2 separate regions of the Mus musculus genome follow, and region 1 is linked to region 2. The links are chromatin contacts, called in public promoter capture Hi-C maps. All regions are on one chromosome and are shown on one strand. The core of a region is the stretch at or near the end of the contact, and the rest is flanking DNA. Distances in the headings are between cores, read along the strand shown.

Evidence for each region. Capture Hi-C pulls out chosen DNA fragments and counts their contacts.
Region 1: a contact with region 2 is called in a promoter capture Hi-C map of pancreatic islet. The contact joins two enhancer-like sites. A contact is called at or near these places in 2 of 115 datasets of contacts at active chromatin or transcription factors (embryonic stem cells and pancreatic cancer cells) and 1 of 9 other capture datasets (pancreatic islet).

The regions. Positions count from the first base shown.
Region 1 is chr11:101,141,851-101,147,134 of GRCm38.p6, forward strand. No RefSeq gene overlaps it. Among named protein-coding and RNA genes, the nearest start is that of Tubg2, 11 kb to the right of the region's middle. Within about 2 kb of position 1,836, at least 148 of the 459 cell types and tissues checked have an H3K27ac peak or open chromatin away from gene starts, as enhancers often do. A contact at or near this core is called in pancreatic islet, where this site is marked.
Region 2 is chr11:101,042,722-101,047,522 of GRCm38.p6, forward strand. Atp6v0a1 (ATPase, H+ transporting, lysosomal V0 subunit A1) reads left to right here. Exons shown (of 22, transcript NM_016920.4): 15 at 229-347; 16 at 1,070-1,286; 17 at 1,795-1,902. Among named protein-coding and RNA genes, the nearest start is that of Mir6928, 15 kb to the left of the region's middle. Within about 2 kb of position 2,835, at least 28 of the 459 cell types and tissues checked have an H3K27ac peak or open chromatin away from gene starts, as enhancers often do. A contact at or near this core is called in pancreatic islet, where this site is marked.

The DNA of each region.
Region 1 (5,284 bases), core at 586-3,085, 98 kb after region 2:
TCAACTTGAAGGGGCCTGAGTGAAATGCCAGAACCTTCTGGCAACAAGGGTTCCTGGGGAAGTGGGGTGTGTGCCTTATGTGTACTGGCCAGAACATTTCAGAGTGTATGCAATGAAGGAGGAGAGGTGAGATTCCTGTTCTCAGTACAGGCAGCCATGCGGCAGAGCTTTACGTGAGTGAGTGGGTGAAAGGACTCGCCCTTCAGACCAGAAGATAAAACAAGACAAGATTAGTACAATGAGGAGCGGTGAGCCTGCAGGGACAGAAGGACCTCCTGCCTAATGCCTTACATCCACACTCACCAGACTCCTCCCTCCACACACCTTCAGCCTGGTGACTCACTCATGCCTAGGGTAGCTCTCCTCAGAATGGCCTTTCGTGACCTTTCCACCTCCTGAGCCCCTCACTTCTCTGCTCACACTGTTGCAGATTCCCACGACTGGCCCCAGTGCTGCTCTGTAACTTTAAACTTTTAAATGTTATTTTACTTGTGTATCTAATATTTTTTAGGTTCTTGTTTATTTTATGTGTATGAGCGTCTCACTGTACGTATGAGTATATACCACCTGCATGCCTAGTGCCTTCGGAGGCCGGAAGACAGTGGGTGTCAGATCCTCTGGAATTAGGGTTACTGATGACCGAGAGCTACCCAGAGGTCATAGGACAACTTTTGAAGTCAGGTTCTCTCCTTCCAAGGTAGGTTCCAGGGATCGAACTCAAGCTATCAGGTTTACAACAAGTGTTGGGTTTTTTTTTTCCTTTATTAGATATTTTCTTTATTTACATTTTGAATTTTATCCCCTGTCCTAATTTTCCCTCCCCAAACCCCCCATCCCATCCCCCCTTCCCACTGTTTGCAAACACACCCACTCCTGCTTCCTTGTCCTGGCATTCCCCTACATTGGGACCCTTCACAAGACCAAGGGCCTCTCCTCTCATTGATATCCCACAAAGCCATCCTTTGCTGCATATGCGGCTGGAGCCATGGGTCCCTCCATGTGTACTCTTTGGCTGGTGGTTTAGTCCCTGGGAGCTCTGGGGTACTGGGTGATTATACCAAGTGTTCTTAACTACTGCATCATCTCTCCGGTCCTGTGTTTATTTATTTATTTATTTATTTATTTTTATTTAATTTTATTTTTTGAGACAGGGTTTCTCTGTGTAGCCTTGACTGTTCTGAAACTCATTCTATAGACCAGATTGGCCTCGAACTCAGAGATCCACCTGCCTCAGCCTCCCAAGTGCTAAGATTATAAAGGCATGTACTACTACCAAATGGCGTATTTCATTCCTTCCTTTCTTTTCTCTCTTTCTTTCTTTCCTTCTTTTGTTCATTCTTTCTTTCTTTCTCTTGTTCTTTCTTTCTTTTTTCTAGTTTTTAATTGTGCCTGTGTGAGGCGGGTGTCTGTGCATGTGTGTGCAAGTGTCCTTGGATAACTGACATGTCTGGTCTCTTAGAACTGCACTTATACCTTAGTGGTGGCGCACGCCTTTAATCCCAGCACTTGGGAGGCAGAGGCAGGCGGATTTCTGAGTTCGAGGCCAGCCTGGTCTACAGAGTGAGTTCCAGGACAGCCAGGGCTATACAGAGAAACCCTGTCTCGAAATACCAAAAAAAAAAAAAAAAAAAAAAAAAAAAAAAAAAAAAAACTGCAGTTACAGGCAGCTGTGAAACACCTGACATGGATGCTGGGAACCAGACTCTGGTCCAGTACTTGTTCTTTTGCTTAGCTGCCCTGGGTGAACAGTAAGAGCTCTTGACCCTCTTAACCACTGAGCCATCTCACCACTGCACCCCTACCCCAGTGCTTTCAACCTTAAACTTGACCGCTTATTCCTGTGACTGCATTTCCGGCACCTCTGTTTCCTCTTTGTCTCACTGCGTAGGGCTGCTTTCTCTCTACCAAGTCATCTATGGCTTTGTGGATTTTACATCCATCTCCCTGGAGTCTGGATGACCCGATCTAATTATTTTTTTACTCCGTCATCTTCAGCTGACCCCTCTGATGAAACCCGGGACTCTCCCTGCCTGCCTGCTCTCTCAGTCCTCCAGCGGAGCACCGAAGGAGTCAGGGCAAGCCTAGGCGGCAAACAGTTGCCATGGCAACTCAATTTCCAACCAGGCGATCTTCCTCTACCCCCTGGGCTGAGAGTACTGGCCTGCCCTCGCCAGCCCTCTCCTGTTTCCTACCTTTGATTCCCTCCCCTCTCCTCCGAATTCAGAACTTCACTCCTACTTGACAGTGAAAATACAAGCGTGCTGAAGCCCCGTCAACTTCCTGTCCCCCCACTTCCATCTCTACTGACTTATTTTTAACTACCCTCATCCTTTCCTCCTTCCGGTAGTTAATCTCTCCACCTGAGCCCTGAATCCAGTAGCTCCACCTCCTCAAAGACCTTGGAGCGCCAAACCCCTGTCTCTTCAGTATCTTTTTTTTGTTTTTGTTTGTTTTTCTTTTTTTTTTAAAGATTTACTCATTTATTTATTATATGTACACTGTAGCTGTCCTCAGACACTCCAGAAGAGGGAGTCAGATCTCGTTACAGATGGTTGTGAGCCACCATGTGGTTGCTGGGATTTGAACTCCTGACCTTCAGAAGAGCAGTCGGGTGCTCTTACCCACTGAGCCATCTCACCAGCCCTCTTCAGTATCTTGATATGGAAGTTTCCTCCTGCATTCTAAAAAGCTGAGTTTCTCACAAACACCACATTCCAGATCCATCAGGACACAATCTTCCTTCTTGTCTGTCTTTTAGAATTCTTATTTTTAAAATTATTGTTATTATATTATTAGCAGTAATTTTATTTTTTATATATTTAGTTTTTATTTATTAGCATTATTTATAATTTTTGATTTATAGTTTTTTGAGACAGGGTCTCTTTATATAATTCTGGCTATCCTCGAACCCATTATGTAGAACAGGCTGGCCTCGAACTCACAGTCACCTGCCTCCAGAGCACTTGTACTAAAGGTATGCACCACCATGCCCAGCTTCTTAACGTTTTCAAACTACAGATGCCTTCTGCTGCATATTCTCTGACTGCATAAAATAGCATGTGTGGAATCATCATGAAAGCTACTGTATTGTAAATATTGTTACAATATTTGTAAGTTTTATGATAATTGGGAGTTGGGGTCTCGAGCACATGTTCTTGTATGGTTGCAGAGACCAGAGAAGGATGTCGGTGTTCTGCTCCATTACTGTCTATTTACTCCCTTGAGACAGGTCTCTCAGCAAACCTGGATTGAGGCTGGCAGCCAAGAAGGCCCAAAGACCTTGATCAACTGCTCAGAACTGGAGTTACACAGGCCCTCATGTGGCCATGTCCAGCTTAAACAAAAAAGAATATATATATATATATATATGTATTATATATATATATGTATATATACATATGTATATGTATATATGTATATATACATATATATATGTATATATGTATATATACATATATATACACATATGTATGTATATACATATGTATATATACATATTTATGTGTGTATGTGTGTATATGTATAATATATGTGTATATGTGTGTGTAGATAAATAGATAGATATACAAATATATTATATACATATGTATATATGAAGCTGAAGAGATGTTTGGTCCATAGGAGCACCACTTGTTCCTTCAGAGGACCCAGGTTCCATTCCCAGCATCTCTATGGCAACTCACAACTGTCCATCACTTCAGTTCCAGGGCATCTGCTACCCTGACCTTTGTGAAGTTGGTCTTCTCCTGCTTTTATATGGGTTCCTGGGGCTAAACCCAGGCTGCCATGCTTGATAGCACAAGCTCCTTTACCCCCTGAACCATCTTGCTGGTCCTATTTTCTTTTTTCTTTTTTTTTTAGTTTTTCAAGACAGGGTTTCTCTGTATAGCCCTGGCTGTCCTGGAACTCACTTTGTAGACCAGGCTGGCCTCGAACTCAGAAATCTGCCTGCCTCTGCCTCCCGAGTGCTGGGATTAAAGGCATACACCACCATGCCTGGCTCCTATTTTCTTTTTCTTTTTTTAATGATTAATTTATTCATTTATTTTATGTGTATTGGTGTTTTTCTTAGAAGTCTGTGTCAGGGTGCTGGATCCCCTGGAACTGGAGATACAGACAGTTGTAAACTGCCATGTGGGTGCTGGGAACTGATCCCCAGTTCTCTAGAAGAACAGCTAGTGCTCTGTACTGCTGAGCCATCTCTTCAGCACCCACCCCCATTTTTTTTTTAAGATTTATTTATTATTACATCTAAATACACTGTAGCTGTTTTCAGACACACCAAAAGGGGGCATCAGATCTCATTACAGATGGTTGTGAGCCACCATGTGGTTGCTGGGATTTGAACTCAGGACCTTCGGGAGAGCAGTCAGTGCTCTTAACTGCTGAGCCATCTCTCCAGTCCCCAGTTTTTTCTTATAAAGAGCTTCTTTGGATTCCTTCACAGGGATTTGCAAAATCTATTTAACTAGATTTTCATTGATGAACACAGAAACATGTAGGTTAGTGTTCACATGTCCTAGGGTAGATTCCTCAAAGTGGAACTGTTGGGTCAGGGTTTCAAGCACTTTATAGAAGACCTTCAGGAGTATAGCCACTTATGACACCACGACTACTGTACAAAAATACTGCACAGAAGACGCTCCATCAACACTGTTAGCATCAGTAGCTGTTTACAGCCAGCCTGCCTCTGAATCCAGCAAGGGCATCATCCCTAGGTGACAAGGAACCGCCAGTGTCTGTTGCCATGGCAACCGTCGGCCGCACACCCTCTGCGCATGCGTTACCTGCACCTCCTGTGTTACTTTGCCATGGCCCAGATAGAAGACACGGACCCCCTACCCATAGCTCTCTTCTCTCTTCCGCCCTTCTTCCCCTCTTTCAATAAAGGCTTCCCAAAGTGAAAACTGTGCAAGCTTGGCATGATCTGTCCAGCAATGTGCCACTTTTCATCTAACAAACACTAGATGCTAATCAGCCCTTCACATCTGTCCTCAAGCAATTCATCATCTTCATCATCTACAGGCTTCCTTTTTCCCATGGGTATCTGTGTGGTTTACAAAGCATATATGCATGTGTACTCCTCTGTGTGTGCACACGAGTGTTTGAGGTTTCCTGTGCACATGCATACACGTATAGAGGCCTTAAGTTCACATTGGGTGTCATCTTCCATCACTTTCTACTTTATTTATTGAAGTGGAGTCTCTCACCGAACCTGGAGTTTGGCCATCCTGGATAGTCTAGCAAGCCAGCCCTGGGGAATCCCCAGTGTCTGTGCCCTGAG
Region 2 (4,801 bases), core at 1,585-4,084:
CACAGAAAAACCCTGTCTTAAAAAAAAAAAATCAAATCAAATCAATTAAGCTGATGGGAATGATCAAAGCTGGCTGCTAGGTACATAAACATCTGTTTTAGTATCATCTTTATTTGAATAAATTGTTTCAATTTTCAACAAAAAGGGTATTCTTTAAGCAGATGCGTAGTGTTTTCCCACTTGAGAATTCTTTGTGTAACATCTTCCAGTTTTCTGTCCTTGTCACAGATTTGGAACATTGCAACCAACAAGCTGACCTTCCTCAACTCCTTCAAGATGAAGATGTCTGTTATCCTCGGCATCATCCACATGCTGTTTGGAGTCAGCCTGAGCCTTTTCAACCATATGTGAGTCCCTCTGTCCCTGTCATCACACATTAGCCAGGTGACATCTTTGCCTAAAGGCATCTCCTCTGGAGAGGAATCAGTAAGTCAGGGCTCCGGTCTATATTGTAGAAGCAATCTCTATTATACAATCCTCATGGTCTTAAATGAAGCTTCATATTAGTTCCTGATCTGTTTATAGGTACAAAAAAAATGATCTTTGAAAAAAAAAAAGATGCAGCAATTTTCCTGTGATTTAGTGAATTCCTATTTTGCACTCTGTGTATGTGGTGGTTGTGTGCACATGTGTGTTGTGTGCCCACAGAGGCCACAGGCATCAGATCCCCTGGAGCCGGAGTTACAGAGGGTAGTGAGCTGCCTGATGTGGGTGCTGGGGATCTGCACTTGGGTCATCTGCAGGAGCAGTAAGTGCTCCTGACTGATAAGCCATCTCTCCAACCCCATTTTTTCTTCCTTGATGTGTAATTTATACAAAATTATGAATCCATATATTAGATCTTCCATGGAGAGTAGTGGAGGTGGTCCAAGAGCCATTCGAGGCCCAGACGTTTGGAAGCGCAGTCTCTGTTGTCTCCAGTGCTCTGGCTGCTGCTTCAGTGTGATGCAGACAGAGCTGAGGGAACGGTGTGTGGACACAGTGTGTGGACAAACCTATCGAGCACTCTGGTCAGTGCCCGGTGCCATAGGCCTGTCGCTCTTAGTGTCATTTCTCTTTTCCTTCTTAGCTATTTCAAGAAGCCCCTGAACATCTACTTTGGCTTTATTCCTGAGATCATCTTCATGTCCTCGTTGTTTGGCTACCTGGTCATCCTTATCTTTTACAAGTGGACAGCCTACGATGCCCACTCGTCTAGGAATGCCCCGAGCCTCCTGATCCACTTCATAAACATGTTCCTCTTCTCCTACCCAGAGTCTGGTAATGCAATGCTGTACTCTGGACAGGTATGTCAGCCCTGAGGACGGGTGGTGTAGGTGGCTACCCAGGTCCCAAAGCCCCATGTAACTCTGACCTGAAAAAAGCCTAGAAACCTGGTTTTCAGTTTGTACTACCGTATAGTATGAACTATATAGTACCATATATTTAAACTACTCCCCCTATACCTCTTAGCTCTGGAGAGTTCAGTAATGATTCCATGCTATAAAGGATAGAATTTGTAGGGCTAAGTGCCTCAGGCCTGTAACCTGAGCACTCAAGCCTGGGCTACCTAGTGAATTCCAAGCCAGGGTGAGCTACATAGTAAGATCATGTCTCGAACAATTAGATGAGTAAAGGGGGCATAATTTAGAACTACCATTTGATGGGACACTTACTGGGTTTGTCCTGGTGCCAGCTCATTACTTAGAGAAATAGTCGTAGACCAATAAGGATCTATTGTTTGGGGGGAAAATGTGTGCTGCTGTTGGAAACAGTCTGTTTGACTGGTGGGCTTTGTTGTCTCTTACTTTGCAGAAAGGAATTCAGTGTTTCCTCATCGTGGTGGCGATGCTCTGCGTCCCTTGGATGCTTCTGTTTAAGCCGCTGATCCTTCGCCATCAGTACCTGAGGAAGAAGCATTTGGTGAGTGTCTGTCTGTGGCTGAAGGTTACTAGACTTTAGACTTTTTCCTCGCCTAAGATCCAGGCAGCGCCTTAGAGGATGTAATTAACTGTGCACACGTGCATGTGTTCCGTTATGGATTTGGGTTACATATGAGCATGAACCCCGGGCCTGCCAACGTCAGAGACACCTGGATCGGAGAGAATAAATCACTATGTTTTTACCTTTCCTGGTCGTGATTTTTGTCACGCTCTCGGCAGCAGAGGCCAGCCCTGGGCCCACACGTCTAGATGCGGCATCAGCCAAATATCAAGGTTAGGAGAGCTGCAGACAGTGAGCTCACTCGTGTGGTTTGCCTGGGCAGCCACAGGACTGACCCAAAGACATATTTTTTTTAATGAAACTATGACGCTTTCACCAACTGACACACCTGGAAAGGATCTGACTTAAAGCACACTGATTTTTTTTTTTTTTGTTTCTTCTTCTTCTAAGAAGCAGCATATATACACACAGGTGTTTACTTAACAGATGTGTGTATACCGACTCTACACACAGACACACAAAGTTAAGCTTGCCAAATGTTCGATACTGCGTGTAATTTCTGGCTATCCCATAATGCTTACTGCATTGCCCGGGAAAACCCAAGAGATCTTATTGCATGAGTCCCATGGCTGTGAGATGATCCCTCCGTTGGAGAGCAGCTGAGTTACAAGACCCTCCTTCTCCCTTTTCTGACCATCTTCATCCTTTCATGTGCCCTCCATTCGTCTCCCCTCCCTCTCCCCATCCCTCTCTCGTTCTCTTCTCCCTTCTTCTCTCCCATTCACTATCAGGAAGGGCAACCCGTGGAGGCCCCAGTCACACCAACCCCGAGCCAACAGGGACTAGAGGCAGCACCGGCTGCAACAGTGAGTCACTTAACTCCGACAAAGCAAAATGTTTGTTTAAAGAGGTGGCAGACAGTGCAGGTGAATTCTTTTTTAATGCTGTTGAGAGCGTGGCATGTGTGCTCACTGAGACCATGACAGAGGAGCCATCTGCCTCTTAGGAATAGATCAGGTATCGTTTTTACCATTGGCCTGCTAAGTTTCTGTTTGGTTGTGTAAGTACAATCCTATCTTCAGGAGCCAAGTGGCCCTCTTCGAGTCCCATCATCTTACTCCAAGACGGCAGCTTCTGGGCTCATCCACTTTTGTGTCTGTATCCTGTGATCGTGTGTGGGGTGGGTTTTCAGCATGGAGACAAGAGGGGCTTGGACTCTTTCATTGATGTCTTTGTTCTTTGTGCTTGTAAGCCCTTCTTTAAGGGATCCTTGTCCTTGTTTTGGGAGTTCAGTCTTTAGAGAAGGTCTGTATCTCTTTCCCTAACTGGGACACAGAAGGTCTTGTTTCTTCAGCTGATTTCCTGAGCCACCCTGCGTGCTGCACATCTGCCAGAGCCATCTGTCTAGACCCTCACTTCTTCTGTACCTACAATTCAGTGACAGCACTTTGAATGTCAGACATTTGACATCATTTTACCAGAATCTTAGAGTGCACTGTGTCTATGCAGCCTCACATCCGAGATTTTCAATCTCGCAGGTCAGGATTGTTCTGTTAGCATACACCGCTTTAAGGGGAATGCATGCTTATGCCAGACAAAATTTTAATCTCGCTGTGTGAAATTATTTTCAAGTTGAGGAACACACTGCCCAGCATTGATTTTCTTTCCCCATCATCTTTTCTTGCTTTGTCCTTGCTTTTTTCTTGCATTGTTCTCGATGCCTTTTGAGTGTGACTCCATCCTCCATGCTGAGCTCCACAGTAACCCCTCCTCATCTGGAAGCTCTCCCACTCATGGCGTCTGCTCAGCTGTGTCCCTAGCTGAATCTCTTGCTGGAGAGCAGCCCAACAGCATCAAGGTGACCACACTCCAAGAAGGACCCTTGACCCTTGACCCCACGTATCTGCTCCTGCTCTGCTTCTTGTCTCCTCCGTTGTCTCCTTGAGTGGCGTTGTCACAGCTCAGCATTTCTTTTCTTGTCTTTGCTGGTGTGTCTCTCATTTCCTTCCTGTAACTCTTGTTTCCTGAGCCGTGCAGGGTACTCGTCAGAGTCGGGTTAGGAGGTCTGACCTGTCTGTTCTCACTTCTTCTGGCTAGGGAAGTCTTAGGGAGATGGACTCTGTTTGGGGGATTTTGAATTCGGACGCTTTCCTCCTCTGCCCTGTAAGACCCAGGCCAAGATACAATGGAGTCTCCCCGCTCCGGCCCCATGCCCTTTATAATGCTTAAAGCCCCCCTTCTGAAGGTAGTTAGGCGACATTTGAGCCTGACCGGAAGTGCTTACTTCAGTGATTTCCCAGATCTGAATCACCTAGTAAACTTTGAACATGGGCATTAAAACAGGTGAGAGGAAGGAAAAGGCAAAAGTGACCCCTAATCCCATGAACTGAAGGGGGGGGGGGGAGAGAGAGAGAGAGAGAGAGAGAGAGAGAGAGAGAACTTTTATACTAACCAAGAAGTCTCAGTGCCCTGCCCCCTACCCTCCTCCTCCAGGACATTGTTATCAGGTGGAGTCTTTGCCTTCAGCACATATCTGTCATCTACTGAGACACAAGTAAACAATATGCATACCTAGAAGGAGAGCCATGTCTCGGGACCTATTTTAAACTGAAGCAATCTTCTGCCTCTCAGTGTTTCTTAATAGAGTTGTCTTCTTAGAGGCAATCTTTTTATGGTACCTAACATTGCTGGGTGTAGTGCATGCCTTTAGTCCCAGGCAGAGGCAGGCAGATCTCTGAGTTCGAGGCCAGCCTGGTCTATAAAATGAGTTTCAAGACAGCCAGGGCTACACAGAGAAACCCTGTCTCAAACAAGGTAGCTTCCGTAGAGCTCCTCCCGTGGCCTTTTCTGTGAGCCTTGTAAGACTGACTGATGCTAC